Regions from separate parts of the Mus musculus genome. Here all the other regions are linked to region 3. A link is a contact called in public Hi-C and HiChIP or PLAC-seq data. All regions are on one chromosome and are shown on one strand. The core of a region is the stretch at or near the end of the contact, and the rest is flanking DNA. Distances in the headings are between cores, read along the strand shown. Region 1 holds the start of H2aw (H2A.W histone). Region 2 holds the start of Prpsap2 (phosphoribosyl pyrophosphate synthetase-associated protein 2). Region 3 holds the start of Mief2 (mitochondrial elongation factor 2).

Region 1 (3,009 bases), core at 407-2,906, 1.8 Mb before region 3:
TCCCTTTGACAACTTGGTAAAAAAATAAAATGTACGTAGTATTCCCTGCTGGTGACTATAGGATTCTCAATATGTCTCGTAACAACTCAAATAATTATCACGAATCCTCTTTTCATAAATAAAAGCCAAACCAAGGAAAGTGGTGATCTTTCCACAGGTAAAATTCCCTGCCCAAACGTTCTCCATAAAAATGACATTCTCCCCAGTGTAGGGGAATGCCAGGGCCAGGAAGCAGGCAGGAGTGGGTGGGTTGGTGAGCAGGGGAAGGAGGAGGAAATAGGGTGTTTTCGGAGGGGAAACCAGAAAGGGAGATAGGATTTGAAATGTAAATAAAGAAAATATCTAATAAAAAAATTTTTAATGACGTTCTCCAAATAAATGCTGAGTGTGGATTATTCTTTTACTAATGCTTCACAGAAAATTATGCAGCTTTAGGGGAACAACTCTTGCTCAAAACAACGGAACTCTTTCCCACCTCCCATCCCCTAACCACTGAAACTGCTTGCTGGCAGCTCAGGCTAATTACATCCTAGCTCCTGCACACAGGCTTTGCGGTGTGCCGCCCCTCCCCCCGCCCCGTTTCCAGCATACTGCTAGTGCAGGGTTTATTGACATGATATAATGTCAGAATAGTTTTCAGGGGCTAAAGACGCCTCTCTATTCCAGAAAAGGATGGAAAGGGTGCTAAAGGGAACACAGATTCAGAGGCCACCAAGGGGGCCCACATCCAGAATACCACCTCACTGTGACCTCGCCCACCGAAACTTCAGGCTTGGGGAGAGGACTCACGCCCCTTGCCTGCTCCTGCAGCTGTCGTTCACACTCTACGCTTAGGAAGGGCAAAGCAGCCATACCCCCACATTTCTCGCTCAAAAATCGGACTTGGCCGCACCCAGTGTCAGGGAACGCCTCGGGCGCGTGGCAATCGTCAGTGGCCCGCACTGTGTTCAAGACCCTTTTAACGACTGTATGGGTGGCTCTGAAAAGAGCCTTTGAATTGAGGGCACCCTCGCCGCGCCTCACTTGGAGCTGGTGTATTTGGTGACTGCCTTGGTGCCCTCGGACACAGCATGCTTGGCCAGCTCCCCGGGCAGCAGCAGGCGCACGGCTGTCTGCACCTCGCGGGACGTGATGGTCGAGCGCTTGTTGTAATGCGCCAGGCGGGAGGCCTCGCTGGCGATGCGCTCGAAGATGTCATTGACGAACGAGTTCATGATGCCCATGGCCTTAGACGAGATGCCGGTGTCCGGATGCACCTGCTTCAGCACCTTGTACACGTAGATGGAGTAGCTCTCCTTGCGGCCCCGTTTGCGTTTCTTGCCATCCTTTTTCTGCGCCTTGGTGACCGCCTTTTTGGAGCCTTTCTTGGGGGCTGGAGCTGATTTGGATGGATCAGGCATAATGTCTAGTTGTACTACGGAAACGCGGACGCCCCTGTAGCAAGAATATTTGTATGCCTTGCATTCAAATGAAGGATCAGGCATCACTCCCTTTGATTGAATACAATTTTACATTACGTCATCGCGGGGTAAGGCATATGCAAATTAGGAAGGCTCCGCGTTCTTTTCTGATTGGTTCTTGTTGGCATCCAATAGGAAGGTGCAGTCTAGCCTCCCTCCTGATCATATATAAGAGCTTGCTGGCGCTTACGAATTCGTTTTCGCTAGGTTTCTTTTCTGTTTTTGCGTACTTTTGGTTATCAGTGGAAGATGTCTGGTCGTGGCAAGCAGGGCGGCAAAGCTCGTGCAAAAGCGAAGTCTCGTTCTTCCCGTGCCGGCCTGCAGTTTCCAGTGGGCCGTGTGCACCGCCTTCTCCGTAAGGGTAATTATTCGGAGCGGGTCGGCGCTGGTGCCCCGGTGTACCTGGCGGCTGTGCTAGAATATCTGACTGCTGAGATCCTGGAATTGGCTGGTAATGCGGCCCGCGACAATAAGAAGACGCGAATCATCCCGCGCCACCTGCAGTTGGCCATCCGCAACGACGAGGAGCTCAACAAGCTGCTGGGCCGCGTGACCATCGCGCAGGGCGGCGTCCTGCCCAACATCCAGGCCGTGCTACTGCCCAAGAAGACCGAGAGCCACCACAAGGCCAAGGGCAAGTGAGGCCCCTACCGGTCGTTAGTGCGACTTTTACAGACACCAAAGGCTCTTTTCAGAGCCACCCACAACCTCATTAGAAAGCGCTGTACACTGAGCCTGTCGCCAGTTACTGGCCAGGCCAGTTCTCCTGACTCCTTCCGTGCATTCCTGCATCCCTGTGCGGCGCTTGGGGAGCTCAAGGGAGACCAACGGCTTCATCTGCGGGTGGCCTGCGGGCCGTTGGAGGCGTTCGAGTTTCTCCCCACCACTCCGTGTCAGACACAAGGTTGCAGTTAACGTTCGTGTTTGGACATTAAGGGGATACTTAATAATAGAAATTAGTATAAGGTTCTGGTTTAGATGCTAGTGTTTCTATTGAAACTGGGTTAAATTGACATGTTCAAGTCTTCCAGTTAGGACGGGGTTTTCAAAGGTTTCTGAGGGGAGACTTGGTATTTCAAATCTACTTGTTTATATAAATGTTCTGTTACAAGGCGATTTACAACTTTGGAGTTTTGCTGGTTTCCTTTGTGGGGGTGGGGAGCCGGTCTCTAGGCTGCTTCAGCCTGCTTAGTGGTAGGATTACAGATGAGCATGGTGGTCCTGCAGGCCTTTGGAACTGGTTAATCGGATCCACTTAAGTAGCTTAACCTTGGGGAGCAAAGTGATTTGTCAGGTTCTGGTTAAACTAGGTGTGAGAGTACAGCAGTGTCCTTTGTCATAAAGTTTAAAGCAGCATCATACTAAGGACATGCTTTTATAGATGATTGTGACTTCTTTAAGCAGCATGACGAATGGTTGAGTTACAGGTAAATCAGGAGCGTGGTTGGGAAAGGGAGAGGAGGGGGTTAAATGAGTTACCTTTAAATCGTTTTAAATGGCACAGAATTGGGCCTCTTCCCTGTTAACTGCTGTACACTATTTAAAATTT
Region 2 (3,340 bases), core at 753-3,252, 1.0 Mb after region 3:
TAGATTTCTAAGTTGGAGGCCAGCCAGTTCTACAGAGCAAATTCCAGGACAGCCAGGTTTACGTAGAGAAACCCTGTCTTGAGAAACCAATAAATATACAAATAATTAGTTAATTAATTAAGAATAAATAGATAAAAAGGAGAAAATAAAAGTTGAGGCCTGGCCATGGTGGCATACACCTTTAATCCCAGAGGTTGGGAGGCAGAGGTAGGCAAATCTCTGAATTTGAGGCCAGCCTGGTCTACAAAGAGTTCCAAGATAGCCAGGGCTGTTACACAGAGAAACCTCCGTCTCCAAAATAAAATAAAGTAAAATAATTGAGAAACTGCAGGGCAGAGATAAAACCACATTACTCTTCCATATTCTGTGGTTACTGGCATTTTGCTTTCTTATGGCTAATGCTGTTCTGAGAGTTTTGATTTTTTGTTTTGTTTTTGTGACAACTTGGGAGAAGCAGGAAATAAATCTAAAACTATTTTAAATTTGGAGAAGTAACTTTTATTCATTTAATGTGTATGGGTGTTTTCTCTGCACACCGCGTGTGCCTGGTACTCTTGGAGACCAGCAGAGGGTGTCAGATTGGGTGGGTCTAGCATTAGAGGTGGTTGTAGGCTGTCACGTGGGTGGGTGCTGGAACTGACTCAGTCTTGAACAACTAGTATTCTTAACCAGCCAGTTCTCCAGCCCCCACACCTGGGGAAGCAGTTTTAATAGGAAAACAGGTTTGACATTACTTCCCAGACTTTAACGAAGTCATACGAGGTAACCTCTTCCTCATAACAGTGGCCCCTGAAGGACAGAGTGGGGTAGCAGTCTGATATGCAATACAGTTCCCTGCATACAACAATAGGTTGCGACTCTCAGTCATACAGAGCATGACTTGGCAACCTGATGAACTACAGGCAATAGAATCAAATACCCAGATTTTGAAATGTCTATTGCAAACATACCTTATCAGAAAAAAAGATACATACTAAATGCCAAAGAAAGAGCACAGAACTATGTTTTGGTGTTGTCAATTCTTGGAGCTTATCCCAAGTATAGAGCTATATTGTCAATGATAGAAAGTACAATTTAAAAACAAAACAAAACAAACAAACAAACAAACAAACAAAAAACCCCCAACAACTTTGTAGCCCTGTTTGCCAGGAACTCGCTCTGTGGACCATGAGCCCTCAAGATCCTTTCACCAGTCTCTGAGATTAAGGGGTGTGCCATCAAGCCCCACAAACTGCAAGATTATTTAAGAACAGAAACACTGGTTCTATGTTAAACCACAGAGTAGCTAATGAATATAATGTGCATATCTCTGCAAAAATTGGATAATAATGATACAAACTACAGCAGTTAAAAGACAAGAAAGGTTTCCTATAGTGGGGCTTAGGGGCACGCACCTATTTTATTTTTATTTGTGCATTTAAATTGTTAAGCACTAGGGCATGAGATGGGTCAATGGCAGGCCGCTTGCATTGCTTCACCTTGCATTCGACTCCAGAACCGCAAGAAAAAAAAAAAAAAAGAAAAAAAAAAAACATAAAACATTAGAACTCACACTTCCTCAGGCCTCAAAGCTCGGTTCAGTATTTTCGTATCCCTCACAAAAGCTAAACACCCAAACTCTGCCAATATCGATATAAGAAAAATAAATCCTTATCAATAATGTAACAGATTGAGGAAGAGATTTTTCTGCAGAGTATCTTATGCCGCTCCTCCTACGTCTGATTGGAGCCCAATCATCCACTAAGGCTGGTGGAGCCGAACACGGGGCCCCGGGCTCGCCCCGGAGCAACAAGGGCCATGGCTCCCGCCCGGCACCGCGCGAGCTCGCGGGGCCCGCCGTCCGCCCGCCGAGGCTCCCGCCCGCCTACCTGGTCCCGACCCCAGCCCGGCCCGCCGCAGCCTCGGCTGCCGAAGGAAGAGAGCACAGAGCTCCGCACGGCGTCTTACAGCAAAATGGCGACTCTAAGCGCGAGAAAGTCTTTCGAGACTGCGAGGCCAGGGGCGGGGCCTGAGGGCAACTGACTAGAGTGGGCGAGGCCGTCGAGGGGCGTGGTCTGGAGGAAGAGGGGCGGGGCAGAAAGTGGGGTAGAAGGCAATGCATTTGATGCTGTGGGCGTGGCCGCCAGAGTGGGCGGGAGGATGTTGTGTGGGCGTGGTCAGACTCGAGGAAAGTGGGGGAGAATTAGAGTGGGCGTGGTTGGAAGTGTGGTTAAAATTCATAGGTTCTGACTGGGTTCAAGTCTTTACTGTCCTGCAAGACTGAGCAAGTCACCTCTTTGACCTGAGTTCTTCTGAAAAAGAGATGACAGCAGTACCCCCATCTCCTGGGGTTGGGAGGAGTGAGTGAGAAATCTGCGAACCTCTTGGCATGGTTCTTAGCATACAGTCGATGAGCAGTTATCATTCATAATTATTCGCTTTGTTGTCCCTTCCTTCTTTTCAGTGGTTAAGAGTATATACTGCTTTTCCAGAGAAGCTGAGTTTGGTTCCCAGAACCAATGTCAGGCAGTTCACAACTGCCTGTAATTCTAGCTCCAAGTCTCCCTGATGTCTCTGGCCTCCTCAGCCACCTGCACTCATATAAACATAAACATATACAAATAATTAAACATTCTAAAAGTTAGTTTTTTAAAAAATTGTAGCTCTGGGTGACCTGGAACTCACAGAGATCCATCTGTCTCTGCCTCCTGAGTGTTAGGATTAAAAGGGTGGCCATCATTCCTAGCAAATTGGTTGCTGTTGATATATCATTGCTGAATTCTTTATACCTTGAAATATGGTGATCCCTATTTTTTAAGGGGCTACTTGGCCCTTCCTCTCTTTCTTTTTTTTTTAAATATTTATTTATTTATTATACAGTAAATACACTGTAGCTGTCTTCAGACACTCCAGAAGAGGGAGTCAGATCTCATTACAGATGGTTATGAGCCACCATGTGGTTGCTGGGATTTGAACTCTGGACCTTTGGAAGAGCAGTCGGGTGCTCTTACCCACTGAGCCATCTCACCAGCCCCCAGTGATCCCTATTTATAACATAACAAACATATAGTGCATGCCAGGTATCAAGGCATTATTTATTATTATCTATATTTTATATTAATATATATTAACAGTAACTTTCAGAAATGGGGTAAGACTTATCTCTATTTAATTGCTGTGGGTACTCAGATGCCAGTGACAAAGCAATAGATAGGCACCACCTGCAGTGCCTTGCTCCATGTGTATACTTAAAGGCTCTCATCCACTGCACTTCCAGTTCACAAGTGAGACAAGCAGACATTTATGGGAGGATGCACAGGTGGCTAGAATTAATTATCAGAAGGCTGAGGATGGTTAGAAT
Region 3 (3,021 bases), core at 331-2,830:
AGCCCCTAGGACTGGAGAGAACCCCGAGTTCGCGGAGGGAGAAGTGACGTCCCGAGACCACAGTGTGGGGCGGTGGCTGGCTAGGGCGTATTCCCTCGGTGGCATGGGGTCCGGTTCGCGGCCTGAGGGCTCAAATCCCGCGCGGCCCCAGACCCCCGGAGCCCCCGCCCAGGTCTTCCGCCCCGGGCGGGGCAGGCCCGGGAAGACTCGCGGAGGCCCGCCCGCCCCGCCCGCCGGTCCCGGAAGCGCAGAGGAAGCGGCCCGGGGAGACGGCCTAGGGGTCGCCTTTCCCCTTCTCCCCCAGCTAACCTTGAAGTCGTTGCCGCTGAGGTCCACGCCGCGCACGAACGGCAGCACCCCGGTGGCCTCCATGGTGGCGCAGCTCTCTTACGGGCAGGGAGGACGCGGGGCGGCCGAGAGCCGCGGGCTGGGTCAGCGCCGGCCCCGCCCCTTTAACCCGCGCGCGCCGCCTCCCGGCCGCGGCCTCTGCGGGAAGTGCTGCTAGGCGACTCCCAGAGCTGCGAGGCCTCCCTGGGACCAGAGTTCTGGGGAGGCCTGTAGGGGTCCCGCTGGAGATGATCAACACTTCCAGTCTCCTGTCGGAACGTGGAGGGTGGGGTCCAGGCACTGTCGCTTGGGCTGCTGTAGCCTCTGGGGCTGGCCGTGACCCAGGAGTGATGGTGGTAACAACGTCAGGGACACAGGCAGTTTGTGTGTGAGGGATCAGTGGTGGTGGTGGTGGTGGTAGTGGTGAGACTTCCGGGGCTTTGGGACCTAATCCTTCAGCTTCAGGACTCAACTTTGATCATGTGTAACACGGTCCCCAAAGTTGCCAGAGTACTCACATGTGGCAGCTTAGAGAGCAGGCTGCACAAACACTCACAATTCTCCCTTGGCATCAGGACTCCAGTCACCATTCTTTATTGATTTGTTTTGTGCTCTAGATCAGTGTATATCTCCTGGGCCAAGCTCTTAGTGGCCATCTTGCCCTGGCCAGCATACAGTAGGTTTCCCATAAACAGACACAGCTGTTCTATGGAAGTCCAGGGTCTGGCATCCCGGGTTTCAGGAGGGAAGAGACTGATAGAGTTCCCACGACAGATGGCAGAGCTCTTTTCCCATTATGTGTCAGGCAGGCCAAACGGAAATGGAACCACCAGGCACTCTAACAGGGGCGAACTTGAGAGGCAGAATGTGGGCCTTTGGGCTAACTGCAGTTTTGTCTGCCTGGCCCACCAAGGGACCATGAGCTCAGACTCCACACTGAGGCTCTCATTACAAGTACACACAAGGTCAGATGTGAGACTAAGTACGACTGCTGAGAATTCGATGTCAGTTGTGGCTTTAGTGTGAGGCCCTTTCTCAAGAAACAAAACACCCGAAAGTAAGTAAACTAGACAAGCCCCTGAATGATTGTCACACTCACCACCTCCCCCGCCCCCCTTGCGCTATCAATATAACCTTGCGCCTTTAAATCCGGAGTATGCTTGTGGTTTCCGCCCCAGACGGTCCCGGGGCGTGCCTGGCGATCATTGGCTGAGCTGCTCCGTTTTGAGCACGTGTGCGCAGGAGTTGTGCGCTCGGATTGGAGCGAAGGCCTGCTTATCCAGCGTGCCTTTCGGGTCACTTGCCGCCTCGGGCCTCGGCGTTCGGTTCCCGGGGTTTGAACGTTCCATTCCTAGGCGAGTCCTGGGCCTCCAGGGTCCTACTCGCCCTGTCCTTGGGTCCATGCGCTGACGCTCGGACGCAGGTACGGCTACAGCGCACCGGGTGGCCCGGTGTCTCCCAGCACTGGGCGTGGCGCGCATCCCGGGGCAGGTGGGGGCGTGGCCTGCGGTCACTGCGGTGGGAGGGAGGACTTGGGAACTGAAGAGCAGAGTTCGAATCCCAGCGGTGCCTCTTCCCGACTTGGGTATTGCACACGATTTCCAGGGCCACAGTGACTTCGCTCTTGAATAGAGTCTAAGAGCCTATTTGGTTACACGTTTCTGCTCAGTCATGATCAGAAGCAATCAGCTTTGGCCAGAATGTAAGAACAGGTGAAGTTCAGGCTGTCAAGAGTCGGGTTATTTTGTTATTTTTGTTTTGTTTTGAATAGAGGCTCTATTATGTAACTCTGGCTATCCTCCAACTCAGTGTGTAGACCAGGCTTGCCTTGACTGCCTCTGCCTCTTCAGTGCTGAAATTAAAGGCCTGCACCACCACATAGGGCCTAAGTGGGTTATATTTAGTCACCTATTTTATTCCTTTCTTACTGGAGTTTGAATACAAGACCCCTCTAGGTGTAGGGCTGAGTCCCACTTTAGACAGGTGATGGAATGCAAGCCCCTTCCATTTGCAGAGTGGCTTACTGCTCTGAGGGCAGTGGTGGGCAGTAACAGAGCAGAGCTGTTTCTGAGCTTGGAGTAGGCTCCCTGGCTGCCCTTTGACCTTACCAGGCTCGAGGACAGGGTCTTATTTTTAGTCTGGGGAGCATGGACAGGTGTCTCAGCTGAGTCACACAGTGCCTAAGGCTTCAGCTACTCTAGGCATCTTGTCACTTGGCAACTGAGTCCCAAGGCAACCATGGCCCTGAAAGAAGGGCTGAAGTCCTTGGTGCCCCGGCAGGCAATGACCTTTCTGGCTTAGTGGCCTGGGCCTGTGGATTTCTGTGACTTTTTCCCAAGTTCCTGACTGGGCCAGTCACACACTTCCCAGTCCTTACTGGTGCGGTCGTACAAATAAACAGAAGCCCTTGGCTCCGGGCCTTTCTCTCACCTTCTTACCCTCTCCAACTTTGTTCCGAGTCCATGGGCCCTGGCCAGCTTGTCCTGATTCAGTGTTTATTTAAGCCTACTTCACTCACCACTGCACCCTGGGGCCTTCAGCCTGGCTCTGATGGGGTTGCCCTAGCCCAGGTAGTTTTCTTGTCAAGGTCTGGGGGGGCCACTATCTAGATTCCTGAATTTGCTAAGGGTCTATCAAAGGTCTGACAGGCCCCACCCAGGCAAACTTTCTGGAAACCCATATTACAAGTATTTC

The links. Hi-C and Micro-C count contacts between places; a contact is called where the count stands out from the background. HiChIP or PLAC-seq counts read pairs in DNA pulled down with a chosen protein or histone mark.
Region 1: a contact with region 3 is called in a FOXA1 HiChIP or PLAC-seq map of pancreatic cancer cells. The contact joins the promoter of H2aw here to the promoter of Mief2 in region 3. A contact is called at or near these places in 1 of 39 promoter capture datasets (pre-B cells), 1 of 484 Hi-C or Micro-C datasets (B cells) and 1 of 115 datasets of contacts at active chromatin or transcription factors (pancreatic cancer cells).
Region 2: a Hi-C map of B cells shows a contact between it and region 3, with 8 read pairs. The contact joins the promoter of Prpsap2 here to the promoter of Mief2 in region 3. A contact is called at or near these places in 3 of 39 promoter capture datasets (cranial neural crest, liver and pre-B cells), 1 of 484 Hi-C or Micro-C datasets (B cells) and 1 of 115 datasets of contacts at active chromatin or transcription factors (large pre-B cells).

The regions. Positions count from the first base shown.
Region 1 is chr11:58,953,029-58,956,037 of GRCm38.p6, forward strand. H2aw (H2A.W histone) reads left to right here and starts at 1,657. Exons shown (of 1, transcript NM_178218.4): 1 at 1,657-2,164. The coding sequence starts at 1,710. The coding sequence ends at 2,102. It also overlaps the pseudogene H2bu1-ps and a transcript of Trim17 not described here.
Region 2 is chr11:61,760,086-61,763,425 of GRCm38.p6, forward strand. Prpsap2 (phosphoribosyl pyrophosphate synthetase-associated protein 2) reads right to left here and starts at 2,003. Exons shown (of 12, transcript NM_144806.2): 1 at 1,869-2,003.
Region 3 is chr11:60,726,818-60,729,838 of GRCm38.p6, forward strand. Mief2 (mitochondrial elongation factor 2) reads left to right here and starts at 1,581. Exons shown (of 4, transcript NM_001009927.2): 1 at 1,581-1,750. It overlaps Flii (flightless I actin binding protein), which reads right to left and starts at 446. Exons shown (of 30, transcript NM_022009.2): 1 at 310-446. The coding sequence starts at 372. It overlaps Mir5100 (microRNA 5100), which reads left to right and starts at 1,846; the gene lies at 1,846-1,909.